2 separate regions of the Triticum aestivum genome follow, and region 1 is linked to region 2. The links are chromatin contacts, called in public Hi-C maps. All regions are on one chromosome and are shown on one strand. Each heading gives the region's core, a stretch centred on a gene start, on an enhancer-like site or on the middle of the called end of the contact. The rest is flanking DNA. Distances are from core to core; before and after follow the strand shown.

Region 1 (4,748 bases), core at 2,069-4,568, 140 kb before region 2:
CCCAACGCGGCGAGGGCTGCGCCACGACCGGGAGCCTGCATCGCGGGCGACGCCATGCATGACATGGCTGCAGGGGACGCCATTCGGTTGGGCGGCGGCTTGGCCTGGCTTGGCTGGGTGTCATGCATGGCGTGTGAGCCTCAGCCGATTGGCACATGATGAATCAACTAACCTCTTCAAAAATTATTGGGTCATGAGGCAAACGATTGGGTCATGAGGCAAACGAGCTGATGAATAAACTACTTTCTCGATGATTGTACGAATCTTGCACGAAAAGAAAACCTTATGTAGTCCGATTCTGAAGGTCGAATAGTATGCAAACCTTCGGACTAAGTTGTCCACAAGCAATTTGCCATTGAATGTGGACCCGTACTTGTCCATGGACACGTTCACATGTCCGTTTTCCGCAAATCAAAGGGGTTTCGCGGGAGTTCAGACCTCCATCACATACGCATCTTATAAACGGTCCAACTCAAAACACCTCCCGCACAGACACTCCCCTCTCTCGCGCGACCGATCTAACCATCCATCCGTAAAGAGGCTCAATGTTGCCTCAGAGCAACGCAATCGGACTCGACGAAGAGACTGCATTGAAGCCAGCCGCCTAAGAAACCCACCACCCGGCCTGCATTCAAACCATCGCTTTACGTGACCGATGCTCGCTATATAAACACAACTGCGCACAACGCAAATTGCACCACCTTCGCTTCTCCTTCGTCCTCCGTCCACGACTGCCTGCGCTATGACGGTGACCGACAACCCGCCGTGGAAGTGGCTCTCAGGGTGCAGAAGCATGAGATGGCGGCCCTTGCAAAAGCTGGCAGGCCTGGCATGCGCGACGCATAAAAGGTCGGACAACCTCCGGACTCGCCGAAGGAGAACTCAGAGAATGACGACCAGGCGATGGAGTAGGCGTCCGACGACGAGCCCGTGCCAGTTGCCCTCTTCACCATGGTACAGGCGCACTACGAGGCCGGCATGGCGGAGGAGGAGGAGCTGGTGCAGTCTGCGTTGTCGACCTCCGTGTTTCGGATGTTGCGGGAGGAACACCAATGCAATCTCCGGCTCCTCGAGCAGCACCACTTCACGAGGGGACAACTCGCCAGCAAGCAGGCGAATGAGGATGTTGTCGCGCCCATGGTCACGGAGAATTCGGCCTTCGTGGATGAGCATCATGCTTTATACCAGTCCATGTGCAGCTCCTGCGACATCCTCCGGGAGCGATGGCGGTTGCACGTCCTACATGCGGAGAGTCATGCCCTATTTACGGAGATCGAGGTCGAGGCGGCGCAGGCGATCATGGATGGGAACATTGTTGCTTACATCAGCAACTCCTCATCGGTCACGGTCACGCGCTATTCGCCCGGTGCCACAACGACCATGAGGCCGGTCCATCCACATCGACCATGGAACCTACCTCGACCTACGATGTCCACAAGGTGGACTCTGGATAGGAAGAGTAGGACATGAGACACCCATGTGGGCACCTCTCGTGTCCCATGTGGCCAGCGACCCGCAGCTTCACTTCCCGGAGCTCATGACCGTCAAGGTCACCAGACGTGGGGAAGAATAGGATGTGGAACAGGGTTGCCCCGGGGGCTGGTGAAGATTTAGACTAGGTTAAAAAAAGTCATGTCCGCTTTTGTTTAATGAAATATGTAAAAAAAATGCCATGAATTTGGTCCGGTTTTGAAAATGAAAATTGTTTGGTTTGCAAGAAATTTGTTCGAGTTCAAATCCGTTTGAAATGTGTTAGGACGTTTGACGAATACGGCTGGATGGCCGGCTCCCATATCTATGTCCGCGGATGGACAGTGGCTCTGATTTGAGGGACAATATAACACAAGGAGAGCTTTTAATCAAAATCTTATCTCCCACACGCGTAATCCCTTGTCCTTTCTTTGTCGAAACTCGGCATGCTTGGCATACTTTCACGGGTCGTCTAACATTTGGATGGATCCTCTCAGGGCTAGTTTGGTTCATATGAATATCATGGAAACAGAAAAAAGCATACGATGTGAAATTTAAAAGACTGGTTACTATTTTACATCGAAACCGCTCCATGCACGATACCTGTGCCCGACGTATGCAAGACATGTAAATCCAGCCGTCGGTGCTCTTTCAGCCACACATGTCCGGCCGGTTTTAATCATCGTGTGTGAATCGTCCGAATTTTGCCGTGTGCATGGCACGACTCATCCTACACAGGAGTAGGAATCTTGTTCCTACGACCCAAAAGACTTATGCCTCCTTTGGTTCATAGGATAGAAATTTTATAGGAATAGAAAAATCATAGAAAGTGAGATGACATGCATCTCAATTCCTATAAAGAAAGAGATGTCATTTGATGCATAGGATAGGAATTTTTTCATTAAGTCTAGACTAATGTTTTTTTTCCTCCAAAATGTGAAGGATTGAACCTATCCTACACAGGAATAGGAATCCATTCCTATAAACCAAAGGGCGTCAAAGGAATTTTTCCTTTGCAAATCCTATCCTATAGAATTCCTATAAAATTCCTACAAACCAAAGGATTAAAAAGAACTTTTCCTATAAAATTCTTATCCTTCAGAGTTTCTACACCATTCCTCGCTGTGCTTGCTGAATGATTGTAACAGGGTGTTAATTTCTTAATAAAGCTCCCATGATTCGATGCAAAAGAAGAAGAAAAAACCCAAAGGACCTACACGACGAGTAATTCAGTCTCTGGAAACATTCCGGCGGCAAAGCAGCAAGCCTCTCCCTTTTTCAAAATCCGGCGACATGCCTGCGTGCCAGTGTGCGCCGCCCCGCCCATCCCATCCCATCCCATCCCTGTCGCCACCACTCCCATGCCCTTCCCGTGCAAAACGCCATCCAGAAGCACGCGGCCACGTCCCCCGGCCTTTTCCCGTCGCGGCTTCTGCTTCCCCCGTCTGTCTGCGCGCCTCGTTTCTTCCACCCCGCGGCCGCGCGCAGCGACTGCAGGCCACCAGCCAATCCGCCCCGGCCCGTGCAGCCAGCCCAACACAACCCAGCACGGCCGCCACCACCTTTCGTTTTCCCAGCGCCACCCAGCCAGCCTTTGACCGCCGGCTCCCACTCCAACCTTCCTGCTTAAATACGCCGTCCCCGGTAGACAGACCGGTTCAATACATTTCTCGTGTTCTTTTGGTGTGCAGGCCAGGGAGAGCTCCAGCCCTGAGCTCCACGATAACCTCAGCGAGCCAGCACTGGGCGGGCGCAATGGCGGAGCTGCTGCGAGCGGCCGGTTTCTTTGACCTGCGCGGCGCGGCGCCGTTCGTCGTGGCAGCGGCGGTGGCGATGTACTTCTTGGTCGAGCAGCTGTCCTACCTCCGCAAGAAGGGCCCGCTGCCCGGCCCGTCGCTCGTCGTGCCGTTCCTCGGCAGCGCCGTGCGCATGATCCGCGACCCCACGGGGTTCTGGGACGCGCAGGCGGCGCGGGCCAGGGAGTCCGGCGCCGGCCTCGCCGCGGACTTCCTGTTCGGCCGCTTCATCGTCTTCGTCCGCGACTCGGAGTTGTCCCACCGCGTCTTCGCCAACGTCCGCCCCGACGCCTTCCACCTCATCGGCCACCCCTTCGGCAAGCGCCTCTTCGGCGACCACAACCTCATCTACATGTTCGGCGAGGACCACAAGGACCTGCGCCGCCGGATCACGCCCAACTTCACGCCGCGCGCGCTCTCCACCTACGCCGCCATCCAGCAGCGCGTCATCCTGGCCCACCTCCGGCGGTGGCTCGACCAGAGCGCCGCCACCGGCGAGGCCATGCCGATTCGGGTGCCCTGCCGCGACATGAACCTGGAGACGTCGCAGACGGTGTTCGTCGGCTCCTACCTCTCCGAGAAGGCCAGGGAGCGGTTCGCCAAGGACTACGCCCTCTTCAACCTCGGCCTCATGTCCGTCCCCGTCGACCTGCCCGGGTTCGCGTTCCGGCGCGCGAGGCTGGCCGTGGCGCGGCTCGTGCGCACGCTCGGGGAGTGCGCGCGGAAGAGCAAGGCGCGCATGCGCGCCGGCGGCGAGCCGGAGTGCCTGGTGGACTACTGGATGCAGGAGACGCTGCGGGAGATGGACGAGGCCGCGGCGGCGGGGCGGCCGCCGCCGGCGCACACCGGCGACGAGGAGTTCGGGGGCTTCCTCTTCGATTTCCTGTTCGCCGCCCAGGACGCGTCCACGTCCTCGCTCTGCTGGGCGGTCTCCGCGCTCGACTCCCACCCGGACGTGCTCGCCCGCGTGCGCGCCGAGGTGGCCGCGGCCTGGTCGCCGGAGTCGGGCAAGCCGATCACCGCCGAGAAGATCCAGGGGATGAGGTACACCCAGGCGGTGGCGCGGGAGGTGGTCCGGCACCGGCCGCCGGCGACGCTGGTGCCTCACGTCGCCGGCGAGGCGTTCCAGCTGACGGAGTGGTACGCGGTGCCCAAGGGGGCCATGGTGTTCCCGTCGGTGTACGAGTCGTCGTTCCAGGGGTTCGCCTCGCCGGACGCGTTCGACCCGGAGCGCTTCTTCTCGGAGGCGCGCCGGGAGGACGTGGCGTGCAAGCGCAACTTCCTGGCCTTCGGCGCCGGCGCGCACCAGTGCGTCGGCCAGCGGTACGCGCTGAACCACCTCGTGCTCTTCCTGGCGCTCTTCGTGTCCGTCGCCGACTTCCGGCGGGACGGCACGCCGGGGTGCGACGAGCCGGTGTACATGCCGACCATCGTGCCCAGGGACGGCTGCGCCGTGTACATGGAGCAGCGCTGCCGCACGTT
Region 2 (5,047 bases), core at 2,406-4,905:
ACATGAACTAGAGGGTTTAGTGCTGCAGAATCATAGCAAATGTCGATTATGACTAGACACAGGATCGTGATAAAAGGTGTAAAGCATAGTCACACAATTGACAGAGACAGAATGATCCAGTGATCAACTGCTCCATGTTTAACCACTATCCACTGGAAAGCAAATAAATATCATAATTCAACTCATGCTCACTGCACATGCAAATGATGTATAACAGTAACTAAAGGGTGTCAACAGTAAGCATATATCATAATTATTGAGGTAAAACGATAAATACAAACAGTACTATACCTGCAATATTACCACAAGCAGCTCGAGAAAGAAGACGCTGCATGCAATTAACATAGGAATGAACATTCCACTACATGCTGCAATTGTAGCAAGTGCTCCTCCAAGTGCAAAAGAGCCAACTCGACCCATAACTATTGAGGCCCTATATCTGTTATGTAAAAGAAAGCCGGTGCAAGCACCTGACATAGATGCTCCAAAAACACTCAGCTCTGCAACAATTGTGAATAATTGATTCACACAAGACCTCATTAGATTTAACAAAAGGTAGAAGATCATGAAGATGAATTCGAAGAAGTCAACAGGGAGGTATCCATTTAGGTGACCCCTTTGCATCATACTATGGAATTCAGTTCCGATACACCATCTACCCTGACTAATGACTACACATAACATTTTTTTCCAAACTTAAAAACACTGCGTTGAACCCTTTTCAGCAAGTGGAGCATAGATGCATGAAAAGCTCCAGAACAAATTAAATGGGTACAATAGACCATTACGTGATGTCATGTATAAAATAGGTTTGTCACCCTTTATCGAAAAAATGATGACAGGAGCAAAAACTAGTATGCTATAAGGAATTAATTACGATGCGGGATTACAACTTTGAGAAAACATGTTAATAGGCAGAAATAACAAAGTACCCGAGCAAATTGGAAGAGCGGCAACAGACAATCCAACGAGTGCCAAAGCAGCAACACCACCAGCCAAACCATCAAGACCATCAACCAATGTTACTCCAGTACCCATGGAAAGAGAACATACTGTAGCCAGAACCAGATAAACTTTCCCCATGAATGCAAGACCAAATGACGGAGGCAGAGGAACAATGAATTTCCTTCATGAACAAAGTAGAATAAGTAAAGTTGAGACAGTCAACCTAAATATTAAACTGTGATATTTTTTATATCTTTTCCTGTAACGCGTGATCAGAGAATTAAGGGTCATATAATGTGCCCAGTATACCAAGATATGATGTAGGAATTTAGACATCTTCAAAGTATAATCAGGAAAGCACCATCCACTCTAAAATTAACAGGTAAACATTGGTACTAGTTACCAACGTGAGTTCAAAACCAACATTAGTTGTGTAAGTACGCACTAAGATAAAGTGACACCATTGGAGGCCGCAGCCCACAGATAAAATGATGTATGATCCTTGGGCTGTACTCTGTGACAATCCTTTAGGCAATTAAGAAAGATTTTGCTTTTCATGTTAAGAACACCAACTCAAAAACCAACCACAATCACAAGATAGCATAACTGATCAAGCACTAAATCAAACTGACCCAGCTTCAAGGCACACATCAGTTGCAATAATGCTTACATGTTGTATGGTGTTGAAATATTTGCAGAACCCAGCCAGATAAAGAAGTAGATACCAGCAGCAGTCTGCAAGGAATACGAGATTACTTCTAAGTTGCATTTACTGTAACATGTAAAGGGCACCCTATCATAATTTGACAAAAGCATCACTTACCTGAACCAAAAATCTTATCCACTGAGGTATTTTATGATTGCGATCCATGACAAGGTTTGAAATATCGTCAAGTAACCCAACTACTGCAAATATGATGGTTATTATAGCTGCTCCATTTACTCCACTTGAGTTTGAACCAACATTTCTTCTTGCAACCAAAATACCAATCGGAACGAAGAACAGTCCTCCCATTGCTGGGGTTGGTTTTCCGTTGGATGGAGATATAGGCTTCCCTCTCCTCCGGAAATGATGAATCTTCATTCTATCAGCAATGGGTGCAAAAATAAATCCAGCTAATGTGGATAGAACTGCTGATATTAAAAAAGGGCGTGTCAAATAAAATGAGTCCAGAGGTAGCCTAACAATCCACCACGAACACCAGTCGACAAACAAAAGTTGCACTGCTAGGAAAGCAATCAGCCCAACATTATTCATCAGCCCTTGTCGAGTTCTGGGAATTGATGTAAGAAACTTTAGTCAGAACTCAGAAACTAGCAAACACATTTCTAAGAGCCTATCTGTTCTTATTGGTTCGGCAGTCTTTGTGTTCAGTTGACCGTGAAGAATAAGAATTACATAACCTTTCTAGCACAATATTAATCTGGAAGGTCATCACATATGATCTTAATATATTACCATTATTACTCCACAGCTAAGTGTGTATTATTCCTGGAAAATTACACACTATACTATACAACAGCATATTCGTTAAGTGTGTGATGTTCGCTGGAAAATTACACAATATACAATACAACTCGTTGTAATACAATGCCGACACCTAGCCATATTATCATGATGGTATATGACTTATCGCTGTAGAGCTACTTGAATGAGCTACAGTTGTTTGTATTCCGCTTGTGATCTGAAAAGCTAGATAATTTACCTGCTCTTCCTTTGCCCTTTCCCAATGGTGGCGAGCCTATGGGCAGCAATGGTTATCGCACCCTCTGCCGCCTTGAAGCGCCTCTCGGTCATCATCGTTGGCAACTCAACATCCCCAATTTGAGTTAACACAACCTCATCGTCGCTCCAATCACTCTCACTTGAATACAGAACAACACCAAATGCATCATCCTCGTCGTCATGATGCACCAGCGAGAAATCCCCCAGATCCTACACCAAGTCACTGCAACTGGTAAAACAATCCAATTCGTGGTGCAGCACTGCTACCTGAATTTGAAGAAGAGAAACAGCACAGTACATCATCAAATGATGTGGGGATTTGAATGGAACCACGCCTGCGTGTGGGTCTGGATGGGATGCTTCCGAACTGGGACTCCTGAAGAAGGGTAATAGCAGCGAGATCAATTCCACCGCACGTCCATCTTGTGAATCATTTGGTGGCGTATGTTAGTTTGAACTGAAACGCGCAGCAGTATCAGCATGCGACTACCGGCTACTGCAACAACCAACGGCCTGACCATTTGGAACTAAAAATCTGAAAAATGGCAGCTGGTGGAGATCACCTGTCGCCTACGCTTCGATGAATACGGCGGCAATAACGAGGCGAAAAACAAACTCTACGAGGAATTGGGGCGGATCGAGAGATCTAGGAGCTCACCTGCACGGCGGAGGGTCGGCGGGAGGACGGCGTCGAGGAGGGGCGCACCCGCGGGAGAGGCGGCCGCCGGAGGGATCGCCGGAAGCGCGGGTGGTGGGGCGCGGGGCACGAGTAGTAGGAGCAGGAGGCGGAGGAGGAGGAAGGAGATGCCATGGCTGGTACTTCGTCGGCGGGGACGACGGGGGAAGAAGATGGCCGGAGATCGAGGGGTATTTTCTGACGGCGACCGGAGGACAGCGGCTACTGTTTTTCTTGGAATGCTTCGCTGCGAGGTGGGTGTTTGCTGGATACTTCTTTCTTGTTTTGGAGGCCTCGGCCAACCTGGGAGCAATTTTTCTCCCTTGGGGAAAGTGGTCGTCGCTTCGCACATTGACATTTGCTATGCGGTGGATCTGGACATCTGGTGCTTTGTTCAACATTTTGGTAACGTCGAAACACGCTACAAAGCGGATTTTTCTATCTATGATCATATTTTATACTCCCTCCGTAAAACATACTATAAGAGAGCGTTGCTTTTAGTAGTGATCTAAATGCTTTTATATTTCTTTACCGAGGAAGTAATGCACTGGTGATTTAGTGAAAAAAGCAAATCCACAAAGTTCTACATAATTCTAAGGGAGTTTAACTTTTTTCGAAAGGATTATAGATCTATTATTCATCTGAAATGCAGAGCATCTCAAACATAACATAAATCCAGAATCCAGAAATAAGAGACGGATGGATGCACAAGCCTTCTCAGCGATCGCGATTCTGGACCGTTGGATCTGCGCGCTTGATGCGATCCGAGCTGTCGGATCGAGCCCTGGAGTGACCTCGTCCGTCGGATAAAAAAAAGTTACTGCTGGAATGAATAGTAATGGCAACAAAATGTAAATATCATGCCCTCACCAGGGCATTTTGGTCATTTCGCGTGGTGGGCGTATAAAAGGGCTGGCTCCCCTGGTGAACCGTAGCCGCCGCCTCCTCGCGCACTCGCGCCCGCGCCCTCACCTCTCTCTCCCCATCCAAACCCTACCTCGCGCCCGCCTCCCTGCCCTGCCGCCGGCGCCGGCGCCGCCGCTCGCCCGGGCACCCATCCCCGGCCTCACGCCGCCCATCTAGAGAGATGGGGGCCGCGCGCGACGAGGCCGGCGTGCCGTCGTCTCGTCTTCTGCCGCGCCCGCCTCCCTGCCTCGCCGCTGGCCGCCGCCGCCACTGCTCGCCCGGGTACCCGGCCGCGGGTGATGTGGCCGACGTGCCGCCGTCCCGTCTTCTGCGAGGTCGAGGAGAGCCAATCCCACCTCGCCGCCATCTCCTTCATCCAGCCGGCTGCCGCCTTGGCCGACTCCTCTTCCCCTCCCGTCCTCCTCCTCTCGCGTCTCCTTCCCATCGTCAGGCCGCATACTGCTCCACCCTTCCTCCTCCCCTCCCATCGCTCCCCTCTAACGCTAGGAGTGGGTGAGGAGGCTGAGCCACTGCCCGCTGCCGGCCCGCAACACCTCCTGTTCGACCATGCCGAGGAAGCACTGGACCTTCATCCTTGCGTCTGTGCAGAGACGACCCGAGGTAAGGCGCCTTCATATTTGTTTGTTTCTTATATTGGAGATGCGGTCAGCTGATTTGGGGGGCCTTGAGGCATTCAAATGGAGCACATGTGTTCACCTTAGGTGACTTATAATCTGTAGCATATGTTGCTGCATTGGGAGATTTGGAGTACGTGCATTGAGGCTTAAATGTGC

Evidence for each region. Hi-C and Micro-C count contacts between places; a contact is called where the count stands out from the background.
Region 1: a Hi-C map of leaf shows a contact between it and region 2, with 4 times the contacts expected there. The contact joins the promoter of LOC123060655 here to the promoter of LOC123060653 in region 2. A contact is called at or near these places in 2 of 5 Hi-C or Micro-C datasets (both in leaf) and 1 of 1 datasets of contacts at active chromatin or transcription factors (leaf).

What each region holds. Positions count from the first base shown.
Region 1 is chr3A:128,366,063-128,370,810 of IWGSC CS RefSeq v2.1, reverse strand. LOC123060655 (cytochrome P450 710A1) reads left to right here and starts at 3,318. Exons shown (of 1, transcript XM_044483455.1): 1 at 3,318-4,748. The coding sequence starts at 3,318.
Region 2 is chr3A:128,227,808-128,232,854 of IWGSC CS RefSeq v2.1, reverse strand. It overlaps LOC123060653 (phospho-N-acetylmuramoyl-pentapeptide-transferase homolog), which reads right to left and starts at 3,655. Exons shown (of 8, transcript XM_044483451.1): 1 at 3,330-3,655; 2 at 2,970-3,047; 3 at 2,652-2,881; 4 at 1,769-2,219; 5 at 1,616-1,680; 6 at 933-1,126; 7 at 292-500. The coding sequence starts at 3,482. It overlaps LOC123060654 (a long non-coding RNA gene), which reads left to right and starts at 4,281. Exons shown (of 6, transcript XR_006428080.1): 1 at 4,281-4,874; 2 at 4,994-5,047.